Regions from separate parts of the Sus scrofa genome. Here region 1 is linked to region 2. Evidence: chromatin contacts called from public HiChIP or PLAC-seq data. All regions are on one chromosome and are shown on one strand. The core of a region is the stretch at or near the end of the contact, and the rest is flanking DNA. Distances in the headings are between cores, read along the strand shown.

Evidence for each region. HiChIP or PLAC-seq counts read pairs in DNA pulled down with a chosen protein or histone mark.
Region 1: a contact with region 2 is called in an H3K27ac HiChIP or PLAC-seq map of alveolar macrophages. The contact joins the promoter of SARS here to the promoter of PSRC1 in region 2. A contact is called at or near these places in 1 of 47 Hi-C or Micro-C datasets (embryonic fibroblasts) and 1 of 2 datasets of contacts at active chromatin or transcription factors (alveolar macrophages).

The regions. Positions count from the first base shown.
Region 1 is chr4:110,873,185-110,876,004 of Sscrofa11.1, forward strand. SARS (serine--tRNA ligase, cytoplasmic) reads right to left here and starts at 1,528. Exons shown (of 11, transcript XM_001925670.7): 1 at 1,234-1,528. The coding sequence starts at 1,369.
Region 2 is chr4:110,811,874-110,814,573 of Sscrofa11.1, forward strand. PSRC1 (proline/serine-rich coiled-coil protein 1) reads left to right here and starts at 1,436. Exons shown (of 8, transcript XM_013997292.2): 1 at 1,436-1,782; 2 at 2,157-2,209; 3 at 2,300-2,357. The coding sequence starts at 2,191. LOC110260358 (a long non-coding RNA gene) reads right to left here and starts at 1,378. Exons shown (of 4, transcript XR_002343531.1): 1 at 1,112-1,378; 2 at 243-284.

The DNA.
Region 1 (2,820 bases), core at 278-2,777, 61 kb after region 2:
AGAAAAATTTGTTACTTCAGACTTCTGACTCAGTAAAACAGTGTCCAGTCTAGTTTTTCCCCCTTCCATTTAATTTAATTCCACTGCAACTCAAAACTTCAGATTCAGATTCAGGTGGTGGGATCTCTCCACAAGGGACTTGACTGTGATACATAGAATCAGCAGACAATCTGAGCTGAACAAATATTCTCCTGGTACCCAATATCCTTATGTTCCAATTCTTCCTTCAGCTCTTTCCCTACCCGGGTGACACATAAATTTAGGGAAATCAACTTTCCTAAGAGAAATCCATCACCTTTTGGGACAGTGACTGACTTTGCAGGGCGCCGTCATAAACCTGGGTTTCAGCGGGTTGCAGACCTATTGCATCAGACAAAATAAACCACGTGTTTGACAGCATCCGGCCAATTAGTGACTACTCCAACTAATCTAGGCAAAGATTGATAGGCAGAGGGTGCTATGGTTTTATTTAGCCTCACGAAAGATGTCCGGATCAGTTCCAGGTTGTAGCCCAACTCCATCAACGTCTATTCCGGAAAACTTCCACAAATCACAATTAAACAGCCTCAGTAATTACGAGTTTTTTCTTGCTTCACCGCATCCCTCTGCCCACGTCTGATCTACCATGGAAGCCCATGGTCGGTTCTTAAAGGACTGCCCACAGTTCAGGGGGATTGCCTTCCCCAAAGCTCTGCGATCACTGCTTTTAGCCAGTAGCGGCCTCCAAAATCCCCAAATGCCTCCAATATGGGAGGAGTGAACCTACTGCGCTGCAGATGTGACTCAGACTGGAGCCTGTGAGTCTATCAAAATAGGGACCACTCTGGCTTTGCTGAAGATAAAAAGACCGGAGGCGACCAAACAGAGAAGTGTTAGGAAAGGGGAGCAATCTCCCCCATTACCCAACAAAATCTGCCCCGACTTTCTCTGGGTTACCCTTGCGGCCGGAAGGCTTGACAGCTCTTAACGCGCATGCGCCATGCTCTTTTCCCACAGACTCAGGAGCAGGGATCCGCGCCCCGCACGCCGGGAAGGGAGGTCTTACCGCCCCGGGGGAAGGGAAAGGTGGGGACCGTCCCGGCTCCCTGGGTGATAGGGAGAGCTTCCGAGCCACCGAAACCTAGGAGGGGGTCTGACAAGGGGTGGAAGCTATGGCCTCAGGAGCAGTATCGAGATCCGAGAGATGTAGCTGGGGTTAGGATCCAGGGATACTCCGCGAGTCTCTGTACTTACATCGTCGCCACTCGCTGTCTGCCTTCACCAGCTGATCCACTAGTCCTGGGTCCTTGAAGCGCTTCTCCTGCGACTCTCGGATGAGGGCTGGGTCCCCTCCTTTATCTACCCGAAACAAATCCAGATCCAGCACCATCTTTCCTCCTCCTGGACCAACACTAAGGGAAATGCACTTCGGGCCACAGCAGTCTGCGAGACCGACTCACTACCCCGGCGCGCCGGCCCGCCCTTCCCGCGCAGGCGCAGCAGAGCGTGCGGACGCCCCGCCTCTCGCCGGAAGCTGCTGTGTGGGGGGCGGGGCCGCGGAGAGGAGGGCGGGGCCGCGGAGAGGAGGGCGGGGCCGCGGGAGGAGGGCGGGGCCGCGGGAGGAGGGGGGGCGGGGGGGGGGCGGGGCCGCGGGAGGAGGCGGGGCGGGGGGGGGCCGCGGGAGGAGGGCGGGGCCGCGGGAGGAGGGCGGGGCCGCGGGAGGAGGGCGGGATAGGTGGACGCGGGCCTCTCGAGCTGTGTCCAGGTCGGGTCCGCTTGTTGGAGGTGTTGTGCTTTCTCATCAATTGTCTTGCTCTGCAGGGGCTCTTGTTTGCCCTATGAAAGAAAAGTGAGTGCCTGTTTCCTCCTTATGTTAAAGGGCACACCTAAGGCGAGGCAGAGGCCTTTTAGTGTAATTACTGGCTTGGAAGCTGGCACCTCCGATAAATGCCTGTTTGGACTGTAGAAGTTTGGGTCCTAAGGTTGGACTCTCTCCCTGAACCTCTACTCTCTTCTCCATCTTGAGACTTGAGTGTGCCTACACATTTTAGTCCCCAGATTACCTCAGCTCAAGATTCCTCCTCTCCTGCCTGAGTTAGAATACTTTTCTTTTTCCTTTTTAAATTTGTTGTGGTGGCGGTGTTTTGTTTTGTTTTGTTTTGTTTTTGTTTTTGTTTTTGTTTGGCCAGGACAGTGGCATGTGGAAGTTCCTGGGCCAGAGATCAAACCTGCACTACAGGAGCAACCCAAGCCACTGCAGTGACAATGCTGGATCTTGAACCCATAGTACCACAGAAGAACTCCAAAGATACCTTTATTAAGTTGCTTATTTGGTGAACTGGATTGTCCCTTTACCTACATTTAAGAACACAGGGTTGGAGTTCCCGTCGTGGCGCAGTGGTTAACGAATCCGACTGGGAACCATGAGGTTGCGGGTTCGGTCCCTGCCCTTGCTCAGTGGGTTAACGATCCAGCGTTGCCATGAGCTGTGGTGTAGGTTGTAGGCTCGGATCCCGCATTGCTGTGGCCCTGGCATAGGCCGGTGGCTACAGCTCCTATTCGACCCCTAGCCTGGGAACCTCCATATGCCGCGGGAGTGGCCCAAAGAAATAGCAAAAAGACAAAAACAAAAAAAAACCCACAGGGTTGGAGAAGCATGAATGATCTTTTAGAGGGACACATGAGGAGTTGTCTGGGTTTCCCCCCCTAGATTCTGCTTGCCTAGGTTGTTAGATTTAAAATCAGTGGAAAGAAAGTGTCAGGAGCTACAGTCTCTGAAGAAAGCATGTAAGAAGACTGTCCTCAAAGGGTCGGGTTCCTTGAAATCTTCTCAAAGTCTGT
Region 2 (2,700 bases), core at 186-2,685:
TCCAGCATTGCCGTGAGCTGTGGTGTAGGTTGCAGACGAGGCTCGGATCCTGAGTTGCTGCGCCTCTGGCGTAGGCTGGCGGCTACAGCACCAATTCAACCCCAAGCCTGGGAACCTCCATATGCCGCGGGAGCGGCCCAAGAAATAGCAAAAAGACCAAAAAAAAAAAAAAAAAAAAATTAGAGATGAATTTCCTTAGGAGAGAGAAACTTTTGTTTGCTAAAACTGTCTCCTCCACTTACCTGAAGGTGGGTGAAGGATTTCCCTACTCCGGCTCGCTGCTCCTAGGGGAAAAAGGAATGCAGTTAATTAAGAGTTTCTTTCCCTCTGATCTCCACCTGCCACTACCTGCCAGGAGAGAAGGGGAGCTACTGGCACAGGTTTTCCCACCTCCAAACAATCTGAGCCCTACAAGCAATTAAAATTCCACCTTCAGCAGAAAACCTATGGAAAAAGAGGCAAGCCTCTTCTCTGAGCTCTTCCTCACATCAACTTGCAACTTCTCAGCCTCCCCACCCTTTCCCTTATCAAGCCACTAAATTCCAAGGCTGCTCTGCTTCCTGTGGCATTTCTCACAGTAACACCTCACTCCTGCAAACCTCACCACCTGAACTTGACAACTAAAAACTAAGAGGTAAACAGAAAGCCTATAATGGTCATAAACTCTGGAGACTAAAAGCTCAGGCTCTTTGTTTTCGAGAAAGCTCTTCAACCACTCTTCCAGGGCCTTTTAACTTAAAATGTTTAGAACCTTTCTAAGAAGCTCAGTTAACTGGTAGCCCAGTCTATTCACAGGCAACCCTTGGAAACAACAAAGAAAATCCCTAATAAGGAGGCCTAAGCTTTTTTACAAACACAGCTTTTAATTTAGAGGAAGCAAGTCACCAACACTACCCTCAAAAGCCTCCGAGGCACAAGGTATAAAACATGGTGTGTTCATAATTATCCTCCTAACCATGTCCTACTGTGACGGCCACGATCCTCCTAGATAAGCGAGGGGTCAAATATAAACGCTGCCAGGTCAAATATGCTCCATATACTTGTCAACAGAGGAGCCACGGTTGCATCTGAAGCCAAACTTCCCTGTCTGAAAAGCCTGTTTTCTTCATACCTCAAGATGCCACAGGTTCCTAAAGTTCTTGCCTAAAAAGTCGATGGAAGATGTACTTCTTAGAGAACCTCAGTATACCTAAGGTATAAAGTTTGGTTGCTTCCGTAAACTTGGAAAAAATCACAACTGAGGGCCCTGGCTACCACGGCGCTTCCGAAAAGAGCCCCCGGACGAACTTCCTCAGGCAGAGCGTTAGCTTTGGGGCCGACGGCCGTGAGGGGCGTCAGAACCCAGCCCCGCCCAGCACGAGGAGGGGGCGGAGAAGGGGGGGGGGCCGGCCGGGAGCGAGGCTCTCACTCATTGGTCCGTTCCCTCGCGCGCCGCCGCGAGGTCCCGCCCCTCGCAGGCCCCGCTCCCGGAGGGTAGCCCTGAGAGGTCTTCCCCGCTCGCGCGCGCGCGCGCTCGCGGCCTCCCTGCTCCAGGCCTCCCGGCTTTAGCTCTCCGGATGGAGCCTTTCTTGGAACGGCTCTTCGCCTGGTTCCCACCTGCAGACTTCCGGCCGGCGGCCCCCTCCGCCGCCCCGCCCCACGAGGGCGGGAGATGCTGGCCGCCACCAATCATGAGTGCGCATGGTAGGAGAGGGTGGGGCCTGAGAGATTCGAAAGGAGCCCCGCCCCCTCGGAGCTGATTCCCGGGACTAGGTTGTGGAAGGAAAGCACCTTCCGCAGGAGGTGAGGCGGAACGGAAAGTAGAAATAGGGTGGGCTGCCGGCGTGGAAGGGATGTGGTGCCGCGGGGAGTAGAAAGGTGGCTTGGAGAGAGGAAGAACCAGAGAATGGTCGCGGAGAGGGAGATGGGGGGGCGTAGACCGCCCTGCGAGGAGAGGTCGGGTCGCAGGGGGCGGGGGCCGCCGTGCGCAGGGACATTGGAGTGTGGAGGTACGTGTCTGGACCTGTCCCGGAGATAACAGGGGTGGTTTACTGGAGCAAGTGCTGCTCTCGGGATGCTTGCTTCACCTCCAAGCACGACCCCTTGCAGCCTAGCTGGGCCTAGCTGGGAGGCCTTGGGCAGAATGGAGACCTGAGGGGAGGTATTTTTCTCTCCAGCTCAAGTCTAAGCTGATTCTTGCTTCTCTGGAACATGGAAGGTTTAGAAGAAGGTAAGGAAACCCTGGAGGGAAGAATGAGGCCCTGTGATTGAGAGCCGTGTTTGGGACCCAAGGCTGTATTTCTTCTTTCCTCCCCTACAGATGTAAAGTTTATAGTGGATGAGACCTTGGACTTTGGGGGGCTGTCACCATCTGACAGGTAGTAGACTCTTTATCCTACTTACTTTGCTTCCACAATGCTTGTCTTTAACTTTTACTGGCCTCGGGTCTGGATTGGGAATTTAGCAAGATTGGGTGCACTGAGGATTCTGGGTAGCTGGTTGACTTGGGCCCCTTGTGACACGACTGGGGGAGGGGAGAAGGGATAAGCTGGAATGAGATTGCAGGGTGTTAAGTAGAAGGGTAAGTAGATTTGCCGCATCTTCATCCTGACATAATTTCCAATGTCAGAAAATGCTGAAGGCCTCATAGAACCAGGTGTCTCATCAGGTAGATCTCACAGCCAGCAGGGACATCAGGGTTGGGGTTGTGGCTCTGGCTCA